Regions from separate parts of the Arachis hypogaea genome. Here all the other regions are linked to region 2. A link is a contact called in public Hi-C data. All regions are on one chromosome and are shown on one strand. The core of a region is the stretch at or near the end of the contact, and the rest is flanking DNA. Distances in the headings are between cores, read along the strand shown.

What was found. Hi-C and Micro-C count contacts between places; a contact is called where the count stands out from the background.
Region 1: a contact with region 2 is called in a Hi-C map of an unstated tissue, with 4 times the contacts expected there. The contact joins the promoter of LOC140184239 here to the promoter of LOC112795294 in region 2. A contact is called at or near these places in 3 of 8 Hi-C or Micro-C datasets (leaf and an unstated tissue).
Region 3: a contact with region 2 is called in a Hi-C map of leaf, with 1.9 times the contacts expected there. The contact joins the promoter of LOC112797521 here to the promoter of LOC112795294 in region 2. A contact is called at or near these places in 2 of 8 Hi-C or Micro-C datasets (both in leaf).

What each region holds. Positions count from the first base shown.
Region 1 is chr4:118,197,729-118,201,386 of arahy.Tifrunner.gnm2.J5K5, reverse strand. LOC140184239 reads right to left here and starts at 1,822. Exons shown (of 1, transcript XM_072234552.1): 1 at 1,352-1,822. The coding sequence starts at 1,822. The coding sequence ends at 1,352.
Region 2 is chr4:118,478,548-118,481,895 of arahy.Tifrunner.gnm2.J5K5, reverse strand. It overlaps LOC112795294, which reads left to right and starts at 1,913. Exons shown (of 1, transcript XM_025837232.1): 1 at 1,913-3,348. The coding sequence starts at 1,913.
Region 3 is chr4:118,174,638-118,177,998 of arahy.Tifrunner.gnm2.J5K5, reverse strand. LOC112797521 (C-terminal binding protein AN) reads left to right here and starts at 1,394. Exons shown (of 7, transcript XM_025840505.3): 1 at 1,394-2,394. The coding sequence starts at 1,837.

The sequences.
Region 1 (3,658 bases), core at 573-3,072, 280 kb after region 2:
TTCTGGAGGATCTGCTTCATGGGCTGGTTCGTTCGGACTTTTATTGTGTGCGCTTGGAAATACGGTCGTAATCGGTGTGAGGCTACTACTAAGGAGTATGCAAACTTTTCAAGTTTTTGATACTTCAGTTCTGGGCCTTGTAAAACTTTGCTGGTGAAGTATACAGGATGCTGCTTGACCTCATCCTCCCGTATTAGAGCTGATGCTATAGCTCTATCTGCTACTGACAGGTATAGGACGAGCTCTTCCCCAACTATGGGTCGGGTCAGGATTAGAGGATGGCTCAAGAACCTTTTGAACTTCTGGAATGCTTCTTCGCATTTCGGAGTCCATTCGAACTGGCATCCTTTTCTTAGTAGAGAGAATAGTGGAAGGGATCTTAGTGCTGATCCCGCCAGGAAACTGGAAAGGGCGGCGAGCCGTCCGTTCAATTGTTGGACCTTCTTTAGACAAGTCGGACTTTTCATTTCCAGGATAGCTTTGCACTTGTCAGAATTAGCTTCGATCCCCCTTTGTGTTAGCATGAACCCTAGGAATTTTCCCGCTTCCACCGCGAAGGTGCATTTTGTGGGATTTAGTCTCATCTCATGCGACCTTATGGTGTTGAAAACTTGCGAGAGATCTGTCAAGAGATCGGTTTTCTCCTTGGTTTTCACCATCATGTCGTCTACGTAGACCTCCATTAAGTTCCCGAAGTGGGGAGCGAAAACTTTGTTCATCAACCTTTGATATGTGGCCCCAGCATTTTTTAGTCCAAAAGGCATTACCACATAGCAGTAGTTTGCTCTAGGTGTGATGAATGGAGTTTTTTCCTCATCCAACTTGTACATCGGGATTTGGTTGTATCCCGAGTAAGCATCCATAAACGACAAGTACTGATACCCTGAGCTTGCATCTACTAGGGTGTCAATAATGGAAAGTGGATATGGGTCTTTAGAGCACGCTTTGTTCAGGTCGGTGTAGTCGATGCACATCCTCCACTTGCCGTTTTGCTTTTTGACTAGCACTAAATTTGCTAGCCATGCCGGATACTTGACCTCTCGGATGAAGTTGGCCTCCAAGAGGGCTTGCACTTGCTCCTCCACTGCCTGAGCTCGTTCTGTTCCGAGCTTGCGCCTGTGCTGCTGTACGGGTCATGATCCGGGGTGTACTGAAAGCTTGTGGGACATGAGCTGAGGGTCTATCCCTGGCATGTCAGAAGCTTTTCAAGCGAAGAGGTCGGAATTATCTTGCAGGAGCTTTATCAGCCTCTATTTCAAGTCTTCATCTAGGTTGTCCCCTATGTTGGTATTTTTCCTTCCTCTTTTCCGATTTGAACCTCTTCGGTTCTTCCCCCCGGCTGTGGCCACAGCTATTCTTTGGCTTTTATTCCCCTGAGCTCTATAGTGTGAACTTCCTTGTTCTTTCCTCGGAGGTTCAAGCTTTCATTGTAGCATTTTCTTGCCAACTTCTGGTCTTCCCGCACCATTGCTATTCCCTTAGGTGTTGGAAATTTCATGCAAAGGTGAGGGATTGACACCACTGCTTTGAGCCGATTTAGCGTAGTCCTGCCGATTAAGGCGTTATACGCCGATCCGACATCGATGACGATAAAGTCGATGCTCAGAGTTTTGGAATTTTCCCCCTTTTTGAAGGTAGTGTGGAGGGGGATGTATCCCAGTGGCCTAATTGGCATATCTCCTAGCCCATACAGGGTGTCCGGGTAAGCTTTTAGCTCCCTTTCATCCAACCCTAACTTGTTGAATGCAGGCTTAAAGAGTATATCAGCCGAACTCCCTTGGTCTACCAAGGTCCTGTGGAGGTTGGCATTTGCCAAGATCATGGTTATCACCACCGGGTCGTCATGCCCGGGCATGATCCCCTGCCCATCCTCTTTGGTGAATGAGATGGTTGGGAGATCGGGGGATTCTTTCCCGACTTGGTATACTCACTTTAGGTGTCGTTTGCGAGATGATTTAGTAAGTCCTCCTCCCGCAAATCCTCCAGAGATCATATGTATATGCCTCTTGGGGGTTTGTGGTGGTGGGTCTCTTCTGTCCTCGTCATCTCGCTTCCTTTTTCCATGATTGTCCGACCTTTCCACGAGATATCTATCAAGTCGGCCTTCCCTAGCCAACCTTTCTATCACGTTTTTAAGGTCGTAGCAATCATTTGTTGAGTGGCCATACATCTTATGGTACTCGCAGTAGTCACCGCGACTTCCTCCCTTTTTGTTTTTGATGGGTCTAGGGGGCAGCAATCTTTCAGTATTACAAATTTCTCTGTATACGTCTACTAGGGAGACTTTTAGAGGAGTATAGGAGTGATATTTCCTCAGCCTGTCGGGACCGACCTCCTCTTTTTTCTTGGGCTCCCTTTCTTTCTCTTTTGCTGAGTGAGGGGGCCCATGTCGCCAACTTGGCTCCCGTAATCTGGCATTTTTCTCCATGTTGATGTACTTTTCTACTCTCTCTTGTACATCACTCAAAGAGGTGGGGTGCCTTTTTTATATGGACTGAGAGAAGGGGCCCTCTCTATTTACTAGCCCCATGATAATTGCCTCGGTGGGCAGGTCTTGAATCTCCAAGCATGCTTTGTTGAACCTTTCCATGTAGTCTCATAGAGGTTCTCTGACCTCCTGTTTAACTCCCAGGAGACTCGGTGCGTGCTTTACTTTATCTTTCTGGATAGAGAACCCATTAAGAACTTTCTCGAGAGTTCCTCAAAGCTGGTAACCGACCTTGGGGGAGGCTATCGAACCATTTCATCGCTACTTTCGACAGGGTGGTCGGGAAAGCTTTGCAGTGAGTCGCATCAGAAGCGTCAGCCAGATACATTCAACTTTTAAAATTGCTTAAATGATGCTTCGGGTCTGTGGTTCTGTTATAGAAGTTCATATCAGGGCTTTTAAAGTTTCTTGGAACTTTTGCCCTCATTATGTTCTCACTGAACAAATCCTCTCCCTCCAGGGGCGACTCTTCTTTGTCACCACGGGAGTTTCGATTTCTAAGGGAAGATTCGAGCTTCAAGAGTTTTTCTTCCAACTCTTTCCGTCACTCTATCTCTTCTCTGAGATTTCATTCTGCCTCTCGTTTTCGTTCTAATTCTTGTTCCAGCTGTTCCAAATGACCTTGGTGACCGTGGACCAACCCCATTAGTTCGGTTGCATGGGGTAGCCCTTCCTTTCCGGATTCTCGTCCTTCCGAGGAGTTTACCCCAGAGGTTCCTTCTCTATGATGGTCGTTGGTTCCTTAGTGAAGGGTCAGGTCCGCGTCGTTGTTTCCAGTATCTGGATTTTCTTGTTTGGAATCAGACGCTGTATGACCATCCTCTGGTGAGTTGTCCGCCATTACTGGTTGATCTCTCGGGTCCCTGGCAACGGTGCCAATATTATGTTGGGTAATCGGAGATTAATATGCTGGACTCGTTAGGTTGGCCCAATCATCTGAGGAAGGAAGTCTTCGAGCGGGTTCGCATCGTTGGGGCCTCCGTCCGACTTGTGAGTGTGAGAGAATGGGGGTGGTACCTGCAAAGACACTTTGATGCCTAAGTCATCAAGGGTGTGAGCAGGTCTAAAGAGTCTTGGGACTTAGAGATACCTGAGGGGTGTCAGTGTATTTATACTGGTGAACCAATAACCACCGTTTGAGTAGTTCCACCTTTTAAGGTGGATAACCGT
Region 2 (3,348 bases), core at 664-3,163:
TTGAAGGAAAAGTCATCAAGCTCAACAAACCGGGAGAGCTGGGCTACAAGAGAAACTGCTTAAATGTAGTAGGGAAGGTAATAAGTGAGAAAGAGATAAATTTCAAAACATACAAGAACGCGCTATTGGGAATGTGGGGAAACCCACAAGAAGTGGCAGTTACTGATATAGGAGCAAAGAAGATGTTATTTAGCTTTAAAGACAGGAAAAGAGGGCTACAGATTATGCAGAATGGCCCTTGGAATGTGAAAGGAAACATGGTCAACCTCAGACTGTGGAGGGAGGGGGAATCTGTGTTTGAAGTGGATCATGACTTTATGGAGTTTTGGATACAAGTGCATGGTATACCACACGACCTCATGGAAAAGGAGACAGGCACTGTTATCGGAGAAATGCTGGGGGTTTTGGCTGAGGCTGAAGATCCAAAAGTGGATGGCGTTCTTAAGAGATCATACCTGAGGATAAGGGTTAGCATTAATATCACAAAGGCTCTGCCAACAGGATTCTGGCTCGACAGAGGGGAAATGCCACCACTGTGGGTTTTCTTCAAGTATGAAAGACTACCAGACAGCTACTGCTTCAATTGAGGTATACTAGGACACGAGAAGAAATCGTGCAAAAACCCAACAGCAATGGCTTGCTGGGATCCTTCTAAGAAGAAGTACTCACCAGGATTGGGAATAACCCAAATGAAACCAGGGCCAACCATGAAAGGAGGAACTTCAAAACAACATGGAGAGAAGCAGGCAGAGGAGGAACAGGCGCGTGAGCACGTGCGTCCAGGATGGGAGAGTGGTGATGAACAGAGTTCTGAGGAAAGCAGGATAAGGTCTGAGCAGGCACTGCAGCAGAAAATCAGGGAAGAAAGCGTATGGGAAAACCCTTTAAGGAGAGATGAAGAAATGGCAGAAGCAGAGGAGCAGGTGAAGGAAGCACCGAAAATCCCTGATTTTCAGGAAGACAGGAATGCGATGTTTGACCTAGGAGCGGCGTTTAAAATTAAAAGCATTTTCAAGGAAATAAGAGAACGGAAGGAATGGGCCAGCAACACAAAGGCCCAGGAGGGACAAAAGGGGAAAGAGGATCAGAAGGCAAGTGGAAATGGACCAGGAGAGGATATTGGGCCCGAATTAGAGGTTAACCTTTTGCAAATTGGGAACATTGAAGGGAGTGGGCTAAATAAAAATCCAAGAGAAGAAATGGAGGTAAACAGCTACAAAACAGAAGATTGGAATTTGGGCCAGCAAAATATAAGAGAAAGAGAAACTATAGGCCAGGAATTAAAAAGGCTTATGTTAGCAAGGGAGAAGAAGGAGCAGGCGGGTAAAGGCAGAATGGACAGTAAGAATCACCAGGAAGTAGAGGAAAGAGGAAAGCAAAGAGAAGAATTCATCAACCCACCCAACGAGGCAAAGAACAGAGAGCTAGAATTGGTTGGTCAAAATAAGAATTCGGGAGAAAATGTCTACTATGTGGAATTAGCAAGTGATGATGATGAAGTTGGAGACATAGCAGCTGAGGAACAAGCTGATTGGGAAGCAAAGTTAGCCAAAAAATTGGAACTGAAATTGAGTTTGAAGAGGAAAAGAGAGAACATGCAGGTGCCAATGCTCACATACAAGGACATGAATGACAATCAGGAGAACAAGGAGCACAAGAAAATGAAGAATGACAAAACAGCCTTGGACACAGGGGAGTTTGAGTTAGCTATACAATTGGCTAGGCAAAGTAGGGGAATACAAATGGCTGAGGAGGCGGGCCTTAACATGCCCCAACCTCAGCCATGAGTATTATAAGCTGGAATTGTCGGGGAATAGCGGCTGCCCCGACAATGTCTGAATTATATGAGCTATGTAAAAAAGTTAAGCCGCTAATAGTGTTTTTAATGGAAACTAGAGCTAGTAAGGTTAAAATGGATAGGGTAAAAAGAAAGCTGAATTTTGATTATATGTTTTGTGTGGAACCCCGGGGCCTGTCCGGCGGTCTAAGCTTGTTATGGAAATCTAATACAAATATTAATGTTTATGAGTGGTGTGACAATTACATTAAAGCAAATATTAATATTAATAATGATTTGAATTGGCAGGGTATTTTTGTGTATGGGAATCCAGTTTTCCAGAAACGAAGGAAATTATGGCAGGAACTTACGGTAAGCAACATGAACCAGGATGTAGCTCAAGCCTTTTTGGGAGACTTTAATGATATTTTAAATCAAGATGAGAAGGTAGGTATTCATCCCCAACCAAATATTTATCTTGAAACATTTAGAAGGTTTGTACATGATAATGGCTTAATAGATATTGACCTAAAAGGTAATAAGTATACTTGGTTTAGTAATCCTAGGAATAATGTTATAACTAGGGAAAGACTTGATAGAGTGTTAGTAAATTGGAAATGGATGCAAATACACCAGAATGTCACCTTAAGAGCTTCTCCAGCTATTACCTCGGATCATTGCGCTTTAATTTTGGACACGCAGCGGAGTGTTCGGATAAAAAAGGAGTTCAGGTTTGAGGCCTACTGGGCAGAGCATAAAGAGTGCAGAGAGGTGATCAAAAGGAGCTGGCAACGGGAGGATGGAAATAGTAACTGTTGGAACCAATTCAAAATTAAGAGGAATAGATGCAAAAGGGAATTATTGGAATGGAGCAGTAGGAGTTTCAGAAGAGCAGATAAAGAAATAGAAAGGAAGAAATTAGAACTTCATCAAATTCAAGAGTCACATATGAATGAAGAGGAACAAAGAAGGGAAAGAGAATTGAAAAAGCAAATCTCAGAACTCTGGAAACAAGAAGAGAAATATTGGGGGCAAAGGTCAAGGCTGAAATGGTTAAAGTGGGGTGACAAAAATACAGCCTTCTTTCATGCGACTACAATTCAGAGAAGAATAAGAAATAGAATTGAAAAACTTAGAGATGAGACAGGGCAGTGGACGCAAGGGGAAGCAAATATTATGAGATTAGTTGAAAGACATTTCACCAAACTTTTCACATCTGAAGGAAATAGGAACCTAGAGGAATGTGTAACAGAAATTCCAAAAAGAGTCACGACAAAGATGAATGAGGAGTTAATGGCAATCATCACGGATGAGGAAATAAAGGAGGCAGTGTTTAGCATGGGAGGCTTAAAAGCACCAGGCCCAGATGGATTAAATGGAATGTTCTATCAACAACATTGGAAAATTTTGAGCAGAGAAGTGTGTGGGGTAGTCAAGCAAATTTTCAAAGAGGGCAGGTTACCGGAGGACATGGGAGAAACTACTGTTGTGTTGATACCGAAAATGAGACAACCAGAAAGCCTGAATCAACTCAGACCCATAAGCTGTTGCAACTTCGTGTATAAGATTGT
Region 3 (3,361 bases), core at 145-2,644, 300 kb after region 2:
ACCGTTGCTGCTTACCATATTTTATGTGCATTTACCTCTCTTAGTAAACAGTGATAGTTTGCCACGGTTTATGATACATTCCATTCACAAGTAAACCGTGTCTAGTAGCCACGGTTTATGTATTAAATTGAAACCGTGGTTGGCTCTAACGGTTTATATAAACATAAAAATGCACATGCACGTAAGAAACTTCTGTTTTGTGTATATAGGTAAAGGATTCACTCAATTTATTTAACTAGGTAGATACGTAGCCTAACAAAATAAGTATTAGTTAACTTTTTTTTATTAATTAAATATGTAATAATCAAATTAAATTAAATTAAATTGGTCTACTAATTAGTTCACTAATTGATTCAATAAATATTGACAGTTTAAACCGAGTTAATTAGTTAATTATTTTTATTAATATAATATTATATAATTGAATATTTATACAAAATTATTTGGTAGTACTAGGGGTGTGCATGGGCCGGGTGAAACCGGGTTTGATGTGACCCAGACCCGGCCCGAAATATATACCGGGCCTATTTGTTAGACCCGAACCCGACCCTAGACCCGATGAAATCTATACACTTTCGGGCCACGATTATACCGGGTAAAAACCGGGTGAAAACCGGGCCGTTAACATTATATTACCTTGAAAGTTAGCATGTAAAAATATCCAAATTTCCAAGACTCCAACTATTATTTGACATGGTAAAATTCACTTAGAAAAATATAATAAGAACCAACTTTTCTCTAAAATTAAAGCATAACCATAATCAATACTAATATTGCCTAATAACACCAAATATTTAAATCAATACAAATAACATAAGATTATGCATTAGTCTAAAGTCTTATGCATTTTAAATATAAAACATTAACTTATAGTCTTATATATAATGACTAGTAATACAAAATATTAAGGTTTACAATACTTAAATTTCACATAACAATAGGCATCATCCATCATTAATAACACAAAATATTAATTGTGTATGATGACCGGGTCACCGGGCCGATTTCGGGTGACCCGAGATATGGCCCGGACCCGACCCGAAATAATGACCGGGTCTATTTTTAAGACCCATACCCGGCCCTAGACCCGATAAAATCACACCAAATTAGCCCCAAAAGTGTTCGGGACCGGGCCGGATCTTCGGGCCGGGCCATGCACACCCCTAGGTAGTACATTAAAATTAGATTGTAAATTAATAATGTAAAACACTACTGCCAAAAGAAAGTTAATAATGTATATCATCATATTTTGGTTAAAAAAGAAAAGAAAAGTCCCCTAAAAAATTTTGTAAATCAAGTTTCAATTTGTTACGAATCACTTTTTATATTTTCGTTTTATTGGTATTGTCATTGATATTTAATTATTTATAGAGCAATTGATGTTTATAAAGCCGCTACAAAGAGTAGAGAATTAGATTGTGTGTAAACCACCGTGATCCATCCTAGTTTATGATGTACGTTTCCATTTCTTTTGACAGTAGTAGTTTATGCATTTTTTCTATTTTTCAGGTAAATCGCGATACAAACAACTTTTGAATACCTTCATCATTTTTCATTTATTGAACTTGTATAATAATTTTTAAATTATTTAATTTTGTAAATTATCCTAAATTAGTTTTCACTTATTAGTTTGTAAAAACTAAAAAGCATTGACTTGAAATAAATATTAAAAAAAAAAAAGGGACGACACTTTGATTTGGTGGTGACTGGTGATGAGGCTTGGCAGAAGCGGGCGATCTGCGGTGAAGCAAAGAGCAAAAAGTGAAGAGTAGAGAAAAGAGGAACGCAGCGAATCACAGAAACTGAGAGAGATAGAGTTCGGAATTGTATGCTGCAATGCCTCATCGTAACAACCCTGCGCCACTTCCCTTAGTGGTCACCCTAAATTGCATCGAAGACTGCTCCATCGAGCTCGAATCCCTAACCGGCGTCGCCGCCGTCGAGCACGTCCCCCTCAGCCGCCTCTCCGACGGCAAGATCGAATCCGCCGCCGCTGTCCTCCTCCACTCCCTCGCCTACCTCCCACGCGCTGCCCAGCGCCGCCTCCGCCCCTACCACCTCCTCCTCTGCCTCGGCTCCTCTGACCGCGCCGTCGACTCCGCACTCGCCTCCGACCTCGGCCTCCGCCTCGTCCATGTCGACACCTCTAGAGCTGAGGAGATCGCTGACACTGTCATGGCCCTCTTCCTCGGCCTCCTCCGCCGCACTCACCTCCTCTCCCGCCACGCTCTCTCCGCCTCCGGCTGGCTCGGTTCCATTCAGCCGCTCTGCCGTGGTATGCGGCGGTGCCGAGGACTCGTACTTGGCATCGTTGGCAGATCTGCCTCCGCCCGGTCGCTTGCAACTCGCAGCTTGGCATTCAAGATGAGCGTGCTTTATTTCGATGTTCATCCGGTACCACCACCTCCGCCTTCTTCTTCAATTGCTGGTTTTCCTTTTTAATTATATTTATTTGTTGTAAAAAAAGTGAATTGAAGGAATGTCCATATTTTGAAATTTGAACTGGTCAGTGGTGTTTCCTTCTGTGGATTTCATGCTTTCATTTAATAGGTTCGTATATTCTTCTTACATTTGATGCAATTGGTGTTTGGCAGCTAGGATTCATGATTAGGATGTTAATTTTAAGAAATGGTCGGTTTTTTTTACTCTGCTTTCTTAACACGAGGCTTTTGGTCTAGTTTGAGATCTCCTAGTTTGGATTTCATGGTGTAAATGTATTTGTGAGTGATGGAGAGTGGATTACGAGGAAGGTAGTAAAATAGGTTCCTAGGAAGTAGGAAGGTAGAGGGAGATCTAGAAAAACTGTAGAGAAAACTCTTAAGAGAGACTTAGAATTTAGCAGGACAATATGTCATTGATTTAATGATTCATGACTTTATGTTGTTGACCACCTGGTGGAACAAGACTTTGTCGCATATAATTATGAGTGACAGTATTGGTGAATATGTGAAGATTGTGATGCTTTTGTTTGAACATGAGGCTTGGGTTTTGCATGATTGGTTATGCTGTTTAGTTTATTCATTTCATAATGTTGTTATGCTATTCCTTGACATTGTGAGATTAAGGTCCAACTTTGTTATAATTTTCGTTGAACCTTCTTTACTCTGACTTTCAGCAATATGTGAATGATATCTTTGCTTAGGATTCCTTGTGGGTTAGGGCTTTTGTTGCCTTAGCATACATGTCACATACTCACATGTGCATATTACACAATTAAATAACTAGTATGCATAAAGTGACTGTTTACTTCTTGGCTTTTGCTGATGGGGATGACCAAGGGTAAGGCTTGGATTTGTTGTAGTCTTCCACTTCTAGATGTGTATCAGAGTCTTATAACTTGCATCGCTTATTTCCTTGGAAC